Regions from separate parts of the Hordeum vulgare genome. Here region 2 is linked to region 1. Evidence: chromatin contacts called from public Hi-C data. All regions are on one chromosome and are shown on one strand. Each heading gives the region's core, a stretch centred on a gene start, on an enhancer-like site or on the middle of the called end of the contact. The rest is flanking DNA. Distances are from core to core; before and after follow the strand shown.

Region 1 (4,549 bases), core at 1,488-3,987:
ACGTCCGCGCCAAAAACCAGACATGTCCGGCTACCGCAGAGCCCGCGCTCCACCGCGCAGCCGCAACACTGCCCGCAGCCTCCACCGCACCGCCACACCAGTCCAGCCGTCGGGCCGCCCCGCGCGTGCCGGCGACGTTGCGCCTCGCCGGGGCCCCATGCTGGATGGAGCCCCTCGCCACCGTCCCTGCCATGGTCTTGCTGGAGCTCCTTCGCCGGCCATGGTGCGTGCATGCGTTCGTCGCCGCCGCCTTGAGCCCGCCGTCGTTGCCGCTGGCCGGATCTGGGCCGCCCCGCCCCGTATCCGCGCATCCCCGTCGGTGCCTCGCCTGCCCGCCGCCATGGGTGATGCCCGCAGCCCTGCTCACGTTAACTGCCTCGGGCGCTCGCTCTCTCCAGCGCTCGGTCGCGTAAACTTCCGACCTGCAACGCCCGTGGGTGGGCATGGCTAACGCTGCGCGCGCCTGCCAGCTACGGCCTCGCCCCGGCCCAGGCGACCGCTGCCCAAGCCGAGTCGCTCCAAGGCGGCAAATCCTATTTATCGCCATACGCGCCGGTTATAGGCCATTTTTGCTAACCGGCGCCTGCAGCGCATACCCCTCTGCCGCGATTTGGGCCGACCGAGATACTTTTATTCTCTTATTCTGTAAAATTGGAAAAAAGGGCCATGAACGAATTCGAACCACACACCTAGCACATATGTTAGAAACGCTCCAACCACTTGAGGCAACCCACAATGTGCGATAAGTATCGTATTCTCCTCTATATTCTTTCTCTAGATCGCGACCGGTTTTCTAGTTTTTTTTTAAATGGCTTGGTTGCTTTTTTATTTTTCTTATCTTTTTATCTGTTTCTTTTTTGCTTCCTTTTTCTTTTTCAAATGCGTTGACTTTTCTCAAATTTTGCAATTTATTTTTAAATGTGATGAACAATTTTTAAATTCGTGAACCTTTTTCACAATCAATGATTGTTTTCCAAGTTTGATGAAATTTTTCTTCAAAAACGATGAACTTTTCCGAATTCTATGATTCTTTTTTGAATCTCATGATTTTTTCCAAAAAAAACTACGAACTTTTTTCGAATTTGATGAACTTGTTTTCAAATCAATGATTTTTTCAAATTAGGGGTGAATTTTTTTCGAATTTGATCAACTTATTTAAAAATCTATGAATTTTTATTCAAATTAGGGATGAACTTTTTTCAGTTGATGAATTTTTTTCGAAATTAATGAACTTTCTTTCAAATCAATGAATTTTATTCAAATTTGAGATGAACTTCTTTTCAATCAATGAACTTTTTTTAAAATCAATGAATTTTTATTCAAATTCCGGATGAAGTTTTTTTAAATTGATGAACTTTTTTCGAAATTAATGAACTTCTTTTCAAATCAATGAATTTTTATTCAAATTTGGGATGAACTTTTTTTCAATCGATGAACTTTTTCCGAATTTGATAATTTTTAAAAAAATCTATGAATTTCTATTCAAATTTGGGATGATTTTTTTTAAATGGTGAACTTTTTCGAAAGTAATGAACTTTTTTCCAAATCCATGATTTTTTTTTTCATATTTGGGATGAACTTATTTTAAAATTCATGAACTGTTTTCCAAATCAATGACCTGTTTTTAAAAATTGATGAATTCGTTTTTCAAAATGGAAGATTTTTTAAAATTTTGTGAACTTTTTGAAAATCCATGAACATATTTTAAAAATCGGTGACCTTTTTTTCACAATCATTAAACTTTTCGCAAATCTGATTAATTGCTTTTTAATCGAATGGAATTTTAATGTACGTTTTGAAATTTATGTTTTTGAAAATCAATGAAATTTTTGCAGGGCCTGCAGCACGGCGCCAGCTGATGATTCATGGGCCGGCCCAACATGGGGCACTGGAGGCTCGAGGAGCGCGAACTGGGGCCTGCAGTGCCGTATAGGAGCTGGGACCTCCTATTCGTTGCTCAGTACGGCAACCAGTCGGGGCTTCGGGTGACGCCCCACTGGGCCGACCCAATTGGTGAACAACGATTGTAGTTTTTTCCATTTTCTGCTCTCTAAATATTTTTTGGAAAATCCCCAACATTTTCCTAAAAGTATAAAATATTTTTAGAATTTGAATACTAATTTTTAAAAGTCTGGATCATTTTAAAATTCCGGAAGATTTTTCAATTCCAGAACATCTTTTCAAATTTCGGAATATTTTTAAAAAATCCGGAACATTTTAACAAATTCCGGAACATTTTTTCAAAATCTTGAACAGTATGAAATTCCGGAACATTTTTTCAAAATCCAGAAAAACAATTAAATTCCGTAACATTTTTCCAAATTCCAAAATATTTTATTCAATTTCCAGAACATTTTTACAAATTCTGGACCGTTTTTCCTAAAATCCAGAACATTTTTTGAAAATTCAGAACAATTTTGAAACAGAAATAGAAAACAAAAAACAAAAACAGAAACAGAAAAAATAGAAAAATAAAAAAACAGGTTAAGGGAACCTTCTAGAAGTTTCCCAAAACAGGTAAAACCGGCTGGAACCCTAGAAGGTTCCAAAACCGGAATCAGTCAAAGTTTGAACGGGCCGGCCAAACCCAGTCGCTCGGTCGCACCCCTGTGCGAAGCAGCGGCTATTTGCCGCATGGAGCGTTGAATAGGAAATTCCATCGGACCTCCTCTCCAAGGCCGCCTCGCTCCTGTGCCCAACGGTGCCACCGAGCTGGGCCGAGGCCCGCAAAGTAAGCAGAAGCCAGCGCCAAGTCCCGTCTATTGTGTGCGTCTACGACCTTTAGGTATCTTACGCTCGGGCACTGTTGGCCTGTTTGCAGTAGATTTGGCCTAACTCATTTTTTTTCTGCGTTATGAATTTGTCTAATTTCCAGGGACTTTCGTATTTATAGAAAAATGCGTATTTTAAAATGCTCATAAATATTTAACCGTGCATTGGATGAAAATAATGTAGGTATGTAAAATGTCCAGAATTTTATGTAGATTAATAATATTCCACTTTCATGCATGTTAAAAAACTATTAAATATGGTGTTTGCATCGTTTTGCGTGATATCATGTTAAAATGTTTTACTTCATAGCTAATTAATTGTGCCTTGGATTTAAAAACTTAATATATGAAAAGTGCTTAGAATTTTTTGTAGTTTCACAATAACCAACTTGCACCATGTTGAATATGATTAACTTTCTGTTTTCATTTAATTTGCATAAATGCCATGCTAAAACGGTTTAATTCATAAATATTAAACCATGACTCCGATTAAAATGTTTTATATATGTAACTTGGCTAGGATTATGTATAGAACAACATGATAACTCTAATATTGCGTTTTAGGCAGATTTGTAGCAAATGGAAAATTAACATATGGGGACTTTCTGGAATTATTATTCGTTGTTCCTCCCTCATTTAAACTTGTGTAGGATACCGTGTATCTTCATAATACCATGTGCATCCATGATTTAATATCTTGTGGCTGTCATTTGCATACATTTGCATTCATGTCAATGTCATCTTGTGTTCTTCATATCTTTTAGACCGTAACTCCGTTTTAGATGATTTATATATGTAAATCGACTAGAATAACGTGTAGAATCACATGATCCACCTTATTTTGCTGTTTAATAAATATTAAAATATATTAGTTCGGATCTGGACCAATTTTGAAATTAACACATGTGGTCATTTCGAAGATGCTATGTGATGTTTCCGACCTTATTTAAAATGCCTAGATAGTGTAGTTTAATTATGCTTTGCCTCTTGCCATGTTTAACAACATTTAATATTGTCGTGTACCTAAAGGAGAGTGAACTAAATATATAAACGTGGAGTTTCGTCAATATGCAACTTGTTGCATATTGAGCTTCACTTAATGTGTAGTATTCAATTGTTGTGATGTGCCATGCCTTGCATAATTAAACCGGACATGCATCATATATGTTTGTGCATCATGTCATGCATATGTTATGGTGAATATCATGCATTGATTTTTCTTTCTGGATTGCTTCTTCTCGATAGAGTTCCGTAAGCGTGTCAGAGTGTGAGGATTCGTTCGACTACGTTGGCTCGTCTACTTCACAGATTCATTCTTCTTCCAAGCGGGATCACACGCAAGATGACCATTTCTCTAGATTCTATTACTATGCTAGTTGTCTTGTTTCTTTCGCTATGTCTCGTTGCCTACCACCGATTTAATAAGCCTCCCAACATTGCCATGAAAAGCCTATAACCTTTCCACAACCTAGCAAACCACTGTTTGGCTATGTTACCGCTTGCTCAGCCTTGTGATAGTGTTGCTAGTTGGAGGTGCATTTGATTCCATGTGTAAACATGGGTTCCTTGTTATATCACCATATTATTGCTATTTAATTTAATGCACTTATATACTTGGTAAAAGATGGAAAGCTTGGCCTTTTAGCCTAGTGTTTTGTTCCATCTTTGCCGCCTTAGTTTCGGCTACCGGTCTTATGTTCCATAATTGAGCGCTCCTAACACTCCCTAGATTTTCTTCTGGGATAAAACTGTTCTGGAAAGGCCCAACATTGGTACTA
Region 2 (4,366 bases), core at 1,231-3,730, 430 kb before region 1:
CAAAAAATGAGTTTTTTTTTGTTTTTTTCGCGAGAGAAGCGTTTTTGCTTTCACGAGAGGCACGGCCATGCATCTCGAAAACGAAAAAAAAGTGTTTTTTTGCAAGAGACGCGTTTTTGCTTCCGCGAGAGGCACGGTTTTGCTTTCGCGACTCGCGAGCCGTGCTTCTCGAAAACGGAAAAAACACGTTTTTTTTTCATGAGAGGGACAGTTTTGCTTCCGCGAGAAGCACAATTTTGCTTGAGCGAGCTTCAGAATTTTTTTTTTCAAAAGAGGCACAGATTTGCTTCCGCAACAGTTCTGCTTTCGCAAGAGGCATGGTTGTGCTTTTCGGAAACGAAAAAACACGTTTTCTGTTCTTTTCGCGAGAGACACGGTTTTGCTTCCGCGAGAGGCACGGTTTTGACTTCGCGAGAGGCACAACCATGTCTCTAGGAAACGAAAAACAAAAACACAATTTTTGTTTTTTTATCATGAGAGGCACGGTTTTTCTGAAACGCTTTTTCCGTTCGGGTTTTTTCTGGAAAAAAGGTTTATCAAAATCTATCAACATAGGATCTAGTTTTGAAGATCTCGATGCGAGGAACCCAACGGTGAAAACGGTTCAAAATTTGAACACACATTGTTTATAAAAGATAAAACGTTTTAAAAATACAAATCCGCGAAAAAGGAAAAACTCTTATATTGGAATAAGTGGTCCACATTCTCTATTCTTAAATAGTTGTAACCAAGTACCTAATTTTTCTCTTCATGCAATTATGCCACATCATCAAGTCATGCATGTGTTCATTAGCTATAATTTATGCACTAATCTATTCGTGTAATCATGCCACCTCAGCAATTATGCATGTCAATTTGTTTCACTAATTTTTCTGTGGACATAGATGTGACACTACAAATATGTGTAGGTTATGTTACACATTTTTGTTATGTAGACAGCCCGTTGACTTCATACTTATATAATATTATATCACACGCTTCATATGCTTTATTGTTTCTAAAATATAAACTGAGATCAACCTTATATTTGTTTTTGCAATGCGTATAGTTATTTACCACATATTTATTCATCTATTTTATAAAGATTTTCGTAGCAACGCGTGGGATATCATCATTTGTGACAATTTAAAAAGATAGGAATATTTTTTTAAAAGTCTCTCCCTAATAATAAAGCACTTAGTGCTTCGGTTGTACGTCACTAAAATTATCCTCAATGTTGTCCTAAATTACCCAGTATGCCACCCATAAGTGAAGAAAACGATTCAATTTTTTTCCAGTCAAAGTCATCGTACATTACGATACTTATACGACGAGGTCCCAAACAAAAAACCTGGTGTGCTTGGCTTAGTGGTTGGAGCGCTGGTACTCCACCTAGGTGACCCAGGTTTGATACCTGGAACCTACATTTTTTTCGTCACGTAATTCTTTTTTATTAATTCCATTTGTTTTTTCTTCTTTAATTTAATTCGGAATTTGCAAATTTCCAAATTAATTTTTTTCCGAGTTTTGAGCGAAAATATTCAATAAATTATAAAATCTTTTGGGATTTCAAAAAAAGGTTTAGGCAATGATAAAACGTTCACGGATTTAAAAAATACTGATGAAATCATAAAATGTTGGGAATTCAAAAAAAGGTTCGGGTAATCATAAAATGTTCATGGACTCAAAAAATGTTGATGATTTAAAAAAACTGTTTTGATATTGTAAAAGAATTCACAATTTCACATTTTTGAAAAATATATTCAGCAAATATAAAACATGCATGGTTTTGAAAATGATCATGTATTCAAAACATATCCTTGAATTTGAAGAAAATGTGTAAGAAATTTTAAAAAATGTTCACGGAAACTAAAAAAATGCGAAAATCTGCATTATACAACACATTTAATCTTACCATGGAGGTCTCCTCTCCAAAAACTGCAGGTGCCGTCCTCAGGTTAGAGCACGGCGACCATGAGGCATACGTATTTGGTGAACACTGACCACATTACAAAAATCCTTGTCAAAAGCCGTTTACTCTCTAGCGATGCCCCTGTGTTGTGCCAAAGTATAATGAAAAGCACATCATTTTAAAATTGATCGTTAGCGATGGTGAAAAGTATAATGGACAATATGAACATCATTAGCAATTATTATGAATAGAAAAAATAACAAAAAAATTAAATGGTTAGCTAGGAGCATGCAACATTTTGTTTTTTCCCGTTGCAACGCACGGGCACATTTCCTAGTACTACAAATTAGTGATTTCGGCCGTACAAAAGCTTTCCGAAAATGTCTAAAAAGAAATCGGGTCGTGCCAGACACGTGGCCCGCCTGAGGCTGAGACCGTACCTGGGCCGCGATGCTGGGCACCCGTACATGGGCCGCAGGTTTAGCCCTGTCCGTCGCAAGTCGCAACTGCCTCCTCATCGAAAAATAAAAAGTTCGCAACCGCCTCGTGCCACTTCTCGCTCCGTTCCGGCCACATCCACAATCCCTCGCGCAGACGCGATCTCAGCCTCCCCGCACCACCGATACCTAGCGCCGCCTCGCCCCCGCCGTCGCCGCGCCTCCGGCGAGACAGGACCCCGCCATGCCGATCTCATCCTCCCTCTCCGCGCGCCTCGGCCCCGGTCCCGCGCCCACGGCCGCGCCCGCACGGTGGGGCCCTTACGCCCGCCCCTCCGAACCCCGCAGGAGCGGCTGCGCCAAGGCCTCCCGCCCGTCCCTCCGCCTCGAACCCGAGACGGCGAGGCTCCTCGGCCCCGGGCGGAGGGCCGAATCCGGCGGATTGAGTCGCGGCGCCGCAGCCCCTGCACCTACACGACGGCGGCTTGGAGACCCGAAGAAGTCGGACCAGAAGACGGATCCCAAGCCGGCGGGGACGAATCCAGAGCCGATCCAGGAGCCGCGCGTCGAGGAGGGCCGTGGCTGCGGCGGTTTCAATTTCCTCTGCGCCCTCGCTGGACACAAGGAGGTGCGTGGCTGTTTCCCCGCCCCTCTGCGAAATCGCAGTATCGTAACGCCGCGCTGTTCCGATTGAATACTCAGATGCTATGTTGCGTCAAATTAGCAAGCCCGTTGTTAATTTGTAAATAATTTTTACTCTCTCCGTTCTAAAATAAGTGTCTTAATCTTAGTATAACTGTATACTACAGCTAGTATAAAGTTGATACAATTATTTTGAGACGGAGGAATATAATTGTTAAGAAGTATACAAATAATTTGTAATTGGTTGGATAATTAGCAAACCCGTTGTCTCTTTGTATAATTGTTAAGAATTTGCTTTGCTGCGAGTAATTGTTCAATTTGAAAGCTGAGAGAAAGACACCAGGATCATGCTACGGGGCTCTTACGGTTTTTATCGGATGCTGCAGGCTATTACTGGAATCTCTATGCCGATGGGGTCTGACAAGCTCTACTCTGGCAGTGCCGACGGGTCTGTTCGCGTATGGGACGGCAAATCTGGCAAGGTAGCTGGGCTATCCGCTCTTGGCATTCCCCTCAGACTCGTTATGCTCGGTTCACCTTTGAGGTCGTGTCTGTGTTGATTCCTGCATTACGTGTGGCGGTTGAGTTCTGCTGCCTGATCAATTGGGGATTAACTCTGGTTGCTTGAGGTGGTCGATGTGCCGATGGGCTCAAATTGTGCATCGTCTATGATGGTTGATGTGCGCTGACTGCTTGATCAACTGAGGAGCTCCTCTAATTCCTCGGTGCGCCTGATGTACCCGTTGGTTCAGATCAGGTTGTCATTTGGCACGCCTGGGGTTGAGGACATGTCAGATTGATTTGCCTTGGAGGCTTTTCGCCTGTTTGTCGTGATCAGTGTACACCGGATCAGTTTCGGGAGGCGATCAGGCTGGTTACCTGACAGGCAAAGCTCTCTGCAGTTAAAGTTGCACTCTGATTGCCAGATGGCCATATGTTTAATAGCAAGAAAAAAGAGTAAAAAAAGAAAGGGACAAACGAGAGATGAGCTATTAGAAGAGAAGATTCTTCAGGAAAAAGGAGAAATTTAAGAAAAGATTGTTGTGTAGTAGAGAAAAAAAGAGAGCGAGAGTTTCTAATCTGCTGTGTTGCCCTTTCTATTCTTAATGTTTCTGCAATAGTGCGTTGATGTCATCAAGATGGGAGGGAAGATTGGCTGTATGATCACTCACGACAAGTGGGTATTTGTTGGAATACCAAAATCCGTGGAGGTATTCTCAATTTTACTGGGAGTGCAAGTCAATTTTGCTATATATTGAAGCGCTATTGGGTGTTGAACTATTGTTCTTCGTTGTTTCGATGGCTTCCAGGCATGGAACATAAACACAGGGATGAAGCTAAGTCTTCAGGGACCTTCTGGGCTTGTTTGTTCCATGACTATCAAGGATGGGATGCT

What was found. A called contact is a pair of places that touch in the nucleus more often than the background predicts.
Region 2: a contact with region 1 is called in a Hi-C map of leaf, with 2.5 times the contacts expected there. The contact joins the promoter of LOC123442917 here to the enhancer-like site in region 1. A contact is called at or near these places in 1 of 6 Hi-C or Micro-C datasets (leaf) and 1 of 1 datasets of contacts at active chromatin or transcription factors (embryo).

The regions. Positions count from the first base shown.
Region 1 is chr3H:48,085,624-48,090,172 of MorexV3_pseudomolecules_assembly, reverse strand. No RefSeq gene overlaps it. Among protein-coding and RNA genes, the nearest start is that of LOC123442916, 130 kb to the right of the region's middle. Within about 2 kb of position 2,737, at least 3 of the 3 cell types and tissues checked have open chromatin away from gene starts, as enhancers often do. A contact at or near this core is called in leaf, where this site is marked.
Region 2 is chr3H:48,511,163-48,515,528 of MorexV3_pseudomolecules_assembly, reverse strand. It overlaps LOC123442917 (zinc finger CCCH domain-containing protein 17-like), which reads left to right and starts at 2,480. Exons shown (of 7, transcript XM_045119101.1): 1 at 2,480-2,956; 2 at 3,357-3,452; 3 at 4,092-4,181; 4 at 4,281-4,366. The coding sequence starts at 2,573.